Linked DNA regions of Zea mays: all the other regions are linked to region 2. The links are chromatin contacts, called in public Hi-C maps. All regions are on one chromosome and are shown on one strand. Each heading gives the region's core, a stretch centred on a gene start, on an enhancer-like site or on the middle of the called end of the contact. The rest is flanking DNA. Distances are from core to core; before and after follow the strand shown. Region 1 holds the start of LOC100279917. Region 2 holds the start of LOC100276661. Region 3 holds the start of LOC100193598.

The links. A called contact is a pair of places that touch in the nucleus more often than the background predicts.
Region 1: a contact with region 2 is called in a Hi-C map of tassel, with 2.3 times the contacts expected there. The contact joins the promoter of LOC100279917 here to the promoter of LOC100276661 in region 2. A contact is called at or near these places in 3 of 25 Hi-C or Micro-C datasets (ear, endosperm and tassel).
Region 3: a Hi-C map of leaf mesophyll shows a contact between it and region 2, with 1.7 times the contacts expected there. The contact joins the promoter of LOC100193598 here to the promoter of LOC100276661 in region 2. A contact is called at or near these places in 4 of 25 Hi-C or Micro-C datasets (ear, leaf mesophyll, root tip and 1 more).

What each region holds. Positions count from the first base shown.
Region 1 is chr6:119,434,165-119,437,423 of Zm-B73-REFERENCE-NAM-5.0, forward strand. It overlaps LOC100279917, which reads right to left and starts at 1,788. Exons shown (of 7, transcript NM_001156167.1): 1 at 1,228-1,788. The coding sequence starts at 1,656.
Region 2 is chr6:119,622,302-119,625,879 of Zm-B73-REFERENCE-NAM-5.0, forward strand. It overlaps LOC100276661, which reads left to right and starts at 1,697. Exons shown (of 1, transcript NM_001150393.2): 1 at 1,697-2,610. The coding sequence starts at 1,791. The coding sequence ends at 2,147.
Region 3 is chr6:119,823,109-119,826,477 of Zm-B73-REFERENCE-NAM-5.0, forward strand. It overlaps LOC100193598, which reads right to left and starts at 2,035. Exons shown (of 27, transcript NM_001358834.1): 1 at 1,691-2,035; 2 at 798-927; 3 at 629-700; 4 at 454-525; 5 at 285-356; 6 at 118-189; 7 at 1-36. The coding sequence starts at 1,796.

The sequences.
Region 1 (3,259 bases), core at 538-3,037, 190 kb before region 2:
TCAAACTACCAGATGAAACTACTATCAATACAGTACAAACCATAGTTTGATGTGCTAGAAGACAATTTGATTTAATCCAAAAATGCTACTCCCTCTGACCTGTAGGGCGTGTTTATTTTGAAGAAACCAAACTCGTAAACCCAACCAACAATTAGTCAAATTATGTGTGTTTGGAGTACAAAAGCTATATCAACAGATTTATACTCAAACAACTTTTAATGCGACATTGATTTTGCAGAGACTAGCAATATTATAAAACAATAATGGTTAAAATATGCTTCTAATGACACTATCCGTCCACAATATGCCTGGAAAAAGGTAGTACTTTGCTAGAAAAATCACCATAATGCAAGTGAATCATCAAACGAAACAACAGATTTTCGCAGAGCTATGTTAATACGAATTAAACCTGTTGTGCCTATGTTAATACTGTTCTAATTGTAAGACACTTGTCGTTTTGCCCTACACCACGGTTGCAATGGAAATCGATGCGCTAATTTAGCCAAATAGACAACTGTAGCATTGTGCTTACTACTCAAAAATAGAGACTGTACTATATATCTACACTGCTGCACAAATCCTGACGAGCAATTTGCTGCTGAAAATTTACGGCATAATGCTCTTTAGATTAAGCAATTCTGCCAAGTTCAGGAGTTCCTATGATGCGGACATGAATGCATTCAGAGACCCTTTACAGCAAAAACCTTATTGAAGTATCTAGCACTACAGAAACCAATACTAATATTAAAAAAGTTTCACCTTGTTTCCCTGTTATGCACCAAAGAGTTGAAGAACCAGAAGAACCCTATCAACTTCAAACTACAATCGATCATCCGGGATAGCACATTTTATTCCTTTCCACATGATATCTAAATGTGTCATAGAGATCGTTAATTTCAGAGTCTAGACTGAACACAAGTGTTACTCCTCGGGCCAAGCTAAGATGGCATATCCTGCCACTATTTAGCGTCTCTGCGTCTAAGCCATCAAAGGTCACGAATCTCACCATCCCCGGAGTCACATTCCAATCCAAAAACAAGTAAATTGTAGTCAGCATCACACAATGAACCAACCAACGTCCCCAGATTTATCAAAAGCGCAATACCAGAGACTGTTTGTTTATATCTGACCGAAGGTCCCAACGTAGGCAATTGACAGCTCTACCTGACAGTAAAAATCAGCATTTAAAACAAAAGCAATCCGAGGTGTGTTTCCAGTGCTAGCTACCTTTTCCATGGGCTTGGAGCCGTGGGCGATACCGGAGGCCTCGAGAGCCTTCTTGCCACTGACGATGCAGTATCGGAGGCAATCATCAAGGCGGCGGTCGTTCTTTCCGTCGATGTATCCCTCGGAGGAGAAGCCCCGGATCTGACCGGCAAAGCGGGTGGGGAACTTAGAAGCGTCGAAGCGGTCGATGGGCCCGATGCCGCTCTCCCCGACTAGCAGGCGGTCGTAGTAAGCGTCTACATCGTTCCCGAAAACGGAGACCAGCCCCATCCCCGTGATCACCACCCGCTTCTTGGGATCCGTCTCCCGCCGCGGTGCCGCTACCACCGTCGCGGAGGCGCGGACGGAGAGGCGTCCCGGGAGATTCCGCCTTCCGCACGGAGGCGCCACCGGGGCCACGGCAGCGGTGGGCAGGAGGAGGCTCTGCATGGCGGCAGCTGCAGTGGAGGCGGAGGCGAGGGGGGTGGGAGTGGGACGGGGGAGGACCGCAGGAGAAGAGGGTGGTGGCGATGGAAACGAGGCGGGGGAGAAGAAGATGAGTGGTGTCCTGCTGGCTGCGAGGCGGAGCGTTGCCCGTGTGTATCAGTGTATATGGAGGATGGGGTCGTGGGCCCACGGGGGTTTGGGCTTTTGGCGCTGCGGGGCTTTGGGAGCGCCGGAGACGGGCGACAGACAGGTTTACCTCTTTCTCAACGGAACGTGGCGGACTTTGCAACGGAACTTCTTGTTTGCCCTTGTGATGCGTGTTGCAAAGTTTATTATTGTCCTTAAGTAAAAATGGTACGCTCAACTGTTCAAGCCTCTCCTTGAGGGCGTGATTAGGTGTGGGCATTTTTTTCACCAACATGGAACCAAATTTTTAAAAACCCAACCGAAGTTTCGATGGTTTGGTGTTCGGATTCAGTTCTATATTTTACAAATTTCGGTTTACGGTGTTGGGTTCATTTTTTATACTATAGAGAACCGAATTAACCAAACACTAAATTTGAAATTAGGTACAACAAAGTATCTTATTGGCCACCAGCCCACCACTGGCCATAACACCTAGGCTGGGCTGCTGTGGTGGAAGTGGAGTGGGTATAAGAGCCGCGGAGCGGGCATCGCATCGGCCAGCCGCATATGCTGTGGCACGAGCACGAAGCCACAGCCACGAACCCTAATCAGGTAATCTCTCGCAGACGCAGCTTCATTCCATCTAGGCGACAACGGCGCATCCTGGTTCATCCACCGACCAACTTCGACACGACGGCACCTCACCCACTCACGGGCCTCATCCTCATCCTCATCCTCGTTCATCGGCGACGCACCCTCGTCTAGATCCAGTAGTCCTGGTTCACCTGCAGCGGGTCTCATCCTCTGGTCGACCACGCCCATCTGGTCGGCTATGATTCTGTGAACTTTTAGTTTGTTGTATGGTTGAATGTCGAAAGTTTCAAACTTTCAGTTATTGTAAACATTCAGTAATCAGTATGTTGGATGAATGGATGTGTTGTTTTAGTTTCTAGAAGTTGATTGTATTTTTGTCTCAAAATTGGGTGGGTCGCATGCATCATGTATACAGGGCCACAGTCTAGGAAATTGGATTACATGTGTTTCGGTTATTCGGTAAAACCAAAAACATCGAAAACCGAATTGATCGGTTTCTCTATATTCTATACACCAATCGGTCTGTTGTTCTGAAAACCAAAGTTTTTTAAAACTGAAATAACCGAGTCGAAGTTTCAGATTTTACCGAATGTCCAGGCCTAGGCATGATCGGTTGTCGTATGTGAATAGGCTCGAGCTACGTCCATCAAGATAGAAATAGGTCGGTCGGTCCATTGGGTCATTGACGCGACCTACAAAAATAAGGCTATTAGAATATATGAATTAGCCACAAATTAAAGAAAGCTAAATATAGTAATAGTGGTAAAACATTTTGATTGTCTAACGTCTCCATGAAATTTCTCCATTAGCACTCCACACAAAGTGGAGGTCAATGATTCGTCTCGGTTTAAGCCTATAGGGGGCACGCTGGTAGTGCCTATCCAGA
Region 2 (3,578 bases), core at 447-2,946:
TCTCTATTTACTTATTATTTTGTAACCTGCCAAATGAGGAGGCGTCCGCAAGGCAAGATCCTTTTGACGTGGAGCGAGTGCACCTGGGCATGAGAATCGCACCCGTCCCGTGGTTCACTTCTCCCTCACGAGAACTAAGATGACAATTATTATTATAAAAAACGATCGATCTACGTCTGCTACAGTGTGTTTTTGTGTTTGTAAGCGGCTTCGTTATATGATGATGATGATCGTCACTGCTGACTGCATGGCTTTATAGACCATGCATGAGTTCCATGCATGACCATGGAGAGTGAGCAAACGACGAGATGACGCGACGCGATCACCAATGCATCACGCTTTGGTTGTCTCTGTGAGTGTCGGCCGAGGAGAGCCGTGCCACGTTCGGTTTTTTTATTATTTACATCATACATATAGTCTGTTGGTCCAGCAGCTTCCATTACCATCCATGACGCGAGACGTGCATCCATGAAACGGGACGGGCGTGGTCCGACGATCGACGTGTCTCTCGATCTCATCCATCGAGTTTGAGGGACGGGTAAGTTTCGAGGAAGCATTCCTGAGCCCTCGCGCGCGTCTGTGTATTCTAGTTTGGGCATTTTGGCTTCTTGCGAAAATTCGTCCAACTTGCGCGGAACAAACTGTTCAGTCCAGTGGGATTGGGAGCTTTTCGCTCGAGAGGTTCCGTGTGTCGTCGTCTGTGCTTGGCTGCTTGCTTTGCATTGCATGTCTGGTTCGAGTGACTAGTACCGACCAGGATAAGGAGATTCGAGTGTACTATCTGATCACGTACAGTAGTGTTTAGTATGTCTAAAGGGGTATTTTACAAAAAAAATTGTAGAGTCGTATCTCCGTGAAGAGACGCCTGTAGCTTTTAAATTAAATAGTAATAGACGTCTCACTTCTGCTGGACAAATTTATTATCTGTTCTATCGACTTGATACTGTACAAACACATTTACTTCTATATTTATTAATAAATTATATTTATAGATACTCTATTATATAGTATAGTCTTTTAATTGTTTCTTTTGCTTGAAGAAATATTTCGATGTCTCTTCCATATACATACGCTAAGGAGATCACGTGGTCCTTTTTGACTTCTTCTTCTTCTTTCTTTGTCTCAGGTGACTAGGTGAGGAGTGCTCTGATTCGCCAGACGGTTTCCGTGGATGTCACTGGTTTGACAGTACAGATGCCCGTCCGTCCGACTCGGCGTTGGTGGAAATTTTGGAGGCGCTGCATGTCGACATTAATTAGATCATCTCCCTCTATTATTTCCACATTTCTGCTTATATAGACAAACATATGAGATCTACGGTTTATCAGTTTCATATCAACTGTAACCAAACAAGATTTAACTTTTAAAACATACAACTCACAACAGGTTAAACTATAAGACTATCTCCATTAACTAAAACGGTGTTTTATAAGGTGACCGTAAAAATGAACCACTATGATAAACGCTTTTTACAATGCAATTTGTCCTCCTGCAACACACGGCACCTTATTTTTTTTCTTCTTCTCAAATCGAGCGCCACGATGTCGCGGCGGGACCCATCGCTATCCACGCGGCCACGCCGTCCATCTGGATTCTGGAAGCATTTCTGTAGAGAATGCGCCGTCCTTCTGTGTCTTATTTATCTTATATAAAAAAGGTCCCGCGCCCGCCTTTGTTCTCTCCTCCTGGCTCCTGGGTCTCATCTCCTCCCTTCGCTTCGCAAGGCCAACAAGGAACTCCACCACGCACGGCCGCACCCGCACCCGCACCCGCACCCGCTCTCTGCTGCCATGGCGTCGTCCTCCATCGCGCTCACCGTTATGTTCGGCTTCACCGCAGCCCTGTGCTGCCTCCAGCTCCTCGGCGCGGACACCACGACCACGACCACGACCCAGAGCGGCCTCGCGCGCCTGGCCGCGGCCTCCCTGGTCCCGGCGGTCCTGGCCGCCCTGACGCTGACCCCGCTGCTCGCGTTCGCGCGCGTGCACGCCCGTGCCGGGGCGGAGGGGGCGCTCGTGTCGGGCCTTGCCAAGGCGACCCTCCTCGCGGGGACGGTGGCTCTCGTCGCGGCGGCCGTGGTGCAGCTCGGCGCCGACGGGCACCTCGACCGCGGCCGCGACGACGTCGCGCGCCTGAACGTGAAGTGATGCAACAAGCAATCCCCCCCTCCTTCTCCTGACTATAAAAATAACCTGCGCCAAGCGTCGGCGTGTCGTCGCTGCAGGCGTCTGGACGACCGGACCACTGCTAGGTCCTCGTTCTGCTCGATCCGTTCGGAGCTCAGCGCGTCTGGGCTTTCTGATGGCGGCGGCGTCTGAAGGAGAAGGGGGTGATTAATGTTTGGCGTGCCCCCGTGGCCCGTGCCGGTAAAAAGGAGGATACTTTTATTTTGTTTTCCTCCGTATATGTTGGCCTAGTGCTTGCGCTTCTGGATTTGTGGTAAGCTCACTGTCTATGTAATCCCACTGGGACTGGGATTTCAGTTTGCTCTTTCATCTCCTGGACGGTCTTGTAAATATATATATATATATATATATATACTGTGTTTCAGTTACGTTCTTGTATCATCGTATGATAATGAATTAATGATGGTGATACTTGTGGTTTAAATTTGCTCTCCCATCAAACCGTTCAGTCGCAGTACAAACTTGGACATGGATTGATATGACTCGAACTGAAAAGCCATGGCCGAAATTCCTTTGGTTTTTTTCTTTCTCCTTTTGTCTCCGGCTATCGCTGGAGGCGGCTGCTGCTCTGCGTACATGCTCCTCTTTGTTTACTTTTCAGCAGCAATCTTTGGTTTACTTTTCAACGCTTATCTTTCTTTCCGCTTCAACTTTTTTTTGTTCTACTGCCAGCAGCACCGGACTTTCCTGAATATTTTTTTGTCTCTTTCTCTTGGCCAATAATTATTAGCTTTTGTGTGCTGGAGCCTGGAGCTGGGATACTTGCAACCCACGCCACAGGGGTTCAACTCCTCTTTTCCATTAGCCGCTGCGAGAATACATATGCTACATCAGCAGCAACCTTTGGTTGACTTTTCAACGCTTACCTTTCTGCTTCAAATTTTCGTCTTTGTTCTACTGCCAGCAGCACCGTACTTTCCTAAATATTTCCCCCCTTCTCTCTTGGCCAATAATTATTAGCTTCTGTGTGGTGGTGGATACTTGTGACCCACACGGCCACACACCACACGGACACAATTGCTCTTCTGTTTTCTTACCAGTTAGGTGTCCGTATGTTGCAACAGCACATAATCACGGAAACAGACTTTCGGACGTAATTATCGCTACCTTCTTTGTTCGACCTATACAAACAAAGTCTATGACTAGATACCAAGTATCAAAAACAAAGCATGGTGGTGATATCGAATTCGAAGCTGTTAGCAGTGTTCAGAGTGCGCATCCCTCGCAAAATAGCCTACGAATATACACTCAATCTCAAATCCATCTCGAATTAACAGGCGAACAGATAGATAGATATTTGAAGCATGATCTTGCTTCTCCTGCAGCAGTTGCACGGTATCACTAACCTCATCAATACTTTTGCCATCAGCTGTTGCATGGTCCTTTTTCTCG
Region 3 (3,369 bases), core at 785-3,284, 200 kb after region 2:
GGTATCTCCCCAGTCAGTTTGTTTTGTGCCAAGTCCCTGGAGTGCACATCACATTAGAAATTCTGGACCATGCTAGTTGATCCACCTTATAAGAATCATGCAACAATAGTAACTTACAGAATCTTCAAATTTGGGAGCTGTGACAATGTTGAGGGGATCGCACCAATCAGCTGGTTGTTCTTCAATATCCTAGAAATCACAAACAGCGCCACAAGATCTGTAAGAACTTCCAAAGCCAAAACGGCATGTATTTCTATGCACATTCCAGAGAGAAGAAGCCTCACAAGTTCTCCAGGTGCTTCAGCTTTGATATTGAAAATGGTATGTCGCCGTCCAAGTTGTTGAATGAAAAGTCCCTAAAAGAAAGAAAAAAAGGAAAGTTTGAATAAAAGCACTATATTCAGTTAAACCCACAACCACAAGTAAACACGGGTTAATCGAAGTTGAACTTACAGCGTCCTAAGTGATGAACAATCGCCAATCTCATCAGGGATCTGCCCGGATAGGCCATTTGACTTGAGGTCGCTGAATGTGAATGCAAAAGAGGCCAGTTAAACACCGGTCAGGACTCAGAAAACAAAAATCCAACCAACAGCAGTCGTTTGGACAAATAAGAAACCATCCGTACATGGAGACGAGGCTCTTGAGGCTGCCGACGGCTGGAGAGATCTCACCCTCAAGGTTGAGGCCAGAGAGGTTGCTGCATTTGCATTGGCGCCATAACCCGGATCAGTGGCCACACGTCGCTGTCGTTGGGGAAAAAAAAGAGCAGAGTTTTAACGAGACGCCATTCTTACAGCGCGGCGACGGCGAACGTGACGTTGTCGCACAGGACGCCGCGCCAGGAGCAGTAGTCGTCGCCGGCCCAATCGTACAGTACGTTGCCGACGTTGCGGAAGGACTTCTTGATCTCCACCAGCGCCGCCCCTGGAAGGTGCAGAGCCAGCCGCGTTAGCACAAAGAACGGGTTACAGAGTGGTAGAAATCCGAGCAGACAGTTCTCGGCAAACGGAATCTCCGCAGAAAGGGAGTTGGGTAACGTGGTAGTTGGATTCTGGATTAGTGCTTGCAGGCAGGAAAGCGAGGGACGTCAAGATTTGGAAAGCACAGATACGACACGGTGGTGAAATATGAAGTTGCTTGGATTCATTCAGATATAGGAAACTGGATCAGGATGGCAAAACCAAAACACAGCTAAAACCACACAGGAATAGAACAAGGCTTAGCAGCAGAAACCAAGCTTCCAGCACTGAAAGGGCCAAATGAAGAAACAATGATGGATGCTCAAACGATTTAAGGATGCTCTGAGCATTTGCTCCAACAAGCAGCACAAGAAGGCACATATAAACAGAACCGAACATGAAGAGAGATAGTAAGCACATTTTGAAACATGGACAGGATAGTTAAAAGCTCGTACTAGGCAAGAAGATGAGATGAGAAGAGGCACAGCTCACAAGGATTAAGTTAAGACTCGGGTTACGGGCTTACAGCAATAAAAAAAGGGGGTGGAATAGAACACTAGCGAATCACCATGCCTCCAAAAAGCGCGTACTTGCAGCGCTAATAAAATACTAATCCTAACGAACCCAGCCGCCCCCCCTGAATCTTTGCTCCCCAGTACGCAACAAGAGGACTCCCAGAGAAGAAAGAAAGCGAAACGGGTGAAGAGAGAACGGAACAGATCGGCAACCATCGTCGGCGACGGCGGCGGCGGCGGCGGCGGCGGTGACGAGCACGAGGGCGGCGAGAGCACGGGCGGCCGTCGTCGTCATGGCCACTGAGCTGCGCACAGGCATCGGGGGAGTGACATTACAGGAAGAGGACAGGCGGCGATGGAGCGCGAGACGTGCTGCAGCGAGCCTGCCTTAATGGGGGCTCTGGGTTGGTTTCGTGGGTTCTCGCGCTCGGCTTTGCGCACTTGCGCCGCGCTGGCTCAGTGACAGGCAGCGGGGTAGCTGCTGTATGGCTGGGCGATAGAGTGGCAGCGTAGGGGAGGGGGTAGGGGCTATGGAGGAGAGCAGCAGCTTCCTACTACTTCGTAGGCCTCTAGCTCTAGTTTGGAGTTTTGAGAGGGAGAGAGAATGGCTGTTTGTGTTTGAGAGGGGGCCGCTAGAGAGAGAATGTGTTTCCTGTGACGAGAGAGAGTGGGGGCGAAGGACACTGGGACGTCACATCGATGATCTACAGTGCTTTTTCTCCCGCTTTCTGGTTGGCCTGGAGCAGTAGAACTCGAGTCATAGATCGAGGAGCATGGCACGGCTGACATGCGGGGCCTCCAGAGTTTGGATTGGGTTAATGCTTAGCTAGCTGTGAGGGGAGGTGGACCACCACGCCTCTGTGTTTTAGAGGGCGTGTTTGGTTTAGCTTGGAGTTCGCAGATTGGTTGTTGCAGGGCATAGGATTGTTTGTTTATTTGGTTCGAGGGACAAAGAACGATGTGGGTAGGATAGGGACCCGTTTTGCATCCGTTATTAAGCCTCCGTATCGTCTCGTCGTCTCCCAGAAGCACATCCCGATTCGAGAGAGAGAAAAAAAATCGACGCCACCGGCCGCTATGTCGACTGCGCGAAGGCGGAGTGTCATCCGCTGCTCCCTTTCAGCATGGGGAGGAGGTTCCTCTGACGTACTGCAGGGGGCAGTAGGGTCACCGCACGCGGGGACCACGCGGCAGTGCCCTCTCCCCACGTCAGAGGATCTCGTTCCCCAGCATGGAGGACCCCGGCGGCGCTGCTAGCCTGCTGCCCAAGGGTGTGCGCGGAGGCTCCCAGCGGGCAGCGGCCCTGCTGGGCTATTGCTCAGGGGCGCGGGGGCTCCTGCGACGGTGCCAAGAAGCGCGGCCTCCATGGCAGCCTGGCTGCGGCCTCCCGGAGTTCCTGTAGCCGCAGACTCCCCCTATGACCTCGTTGTCGACACAAAGCGGAAGAAGGCAAGGAAGAAGATGCGGACCCAACCACCGCCGTTCGGAGGGGTACCTGCTAGCTCGCCGGCCGGGCGGCGGAGCCTGGTCCAGTAGGCTTAATTGTTTTACTTAGCCTTTCAGATGGACACAAGAACACAAGTGTTTAGAGTAGTTCAGGCTGCCAAAGAGTAATATCGTACCTCCACTATAAGTTATATTGCCTGAGAACTTAGTAGTGGGCGACCTAAGTGTGAATCGACCTCCTTTGCTACGGAGCAAGTGCACTTCCATTTATAATCTAAGGGAGGCACGTTATAAGGGAGTTCAAGACCCGACATGTGGGCCTAAGAGTATTTACAATATGGAATGGGAAACACCTAATAGAGCAAACAATGCTAGATCTTTCTGAGCGCGTATCCCTTCTTGGTCATCGCGCATGCTCCTGACATCCTATGTTCCTGTTTCATCTT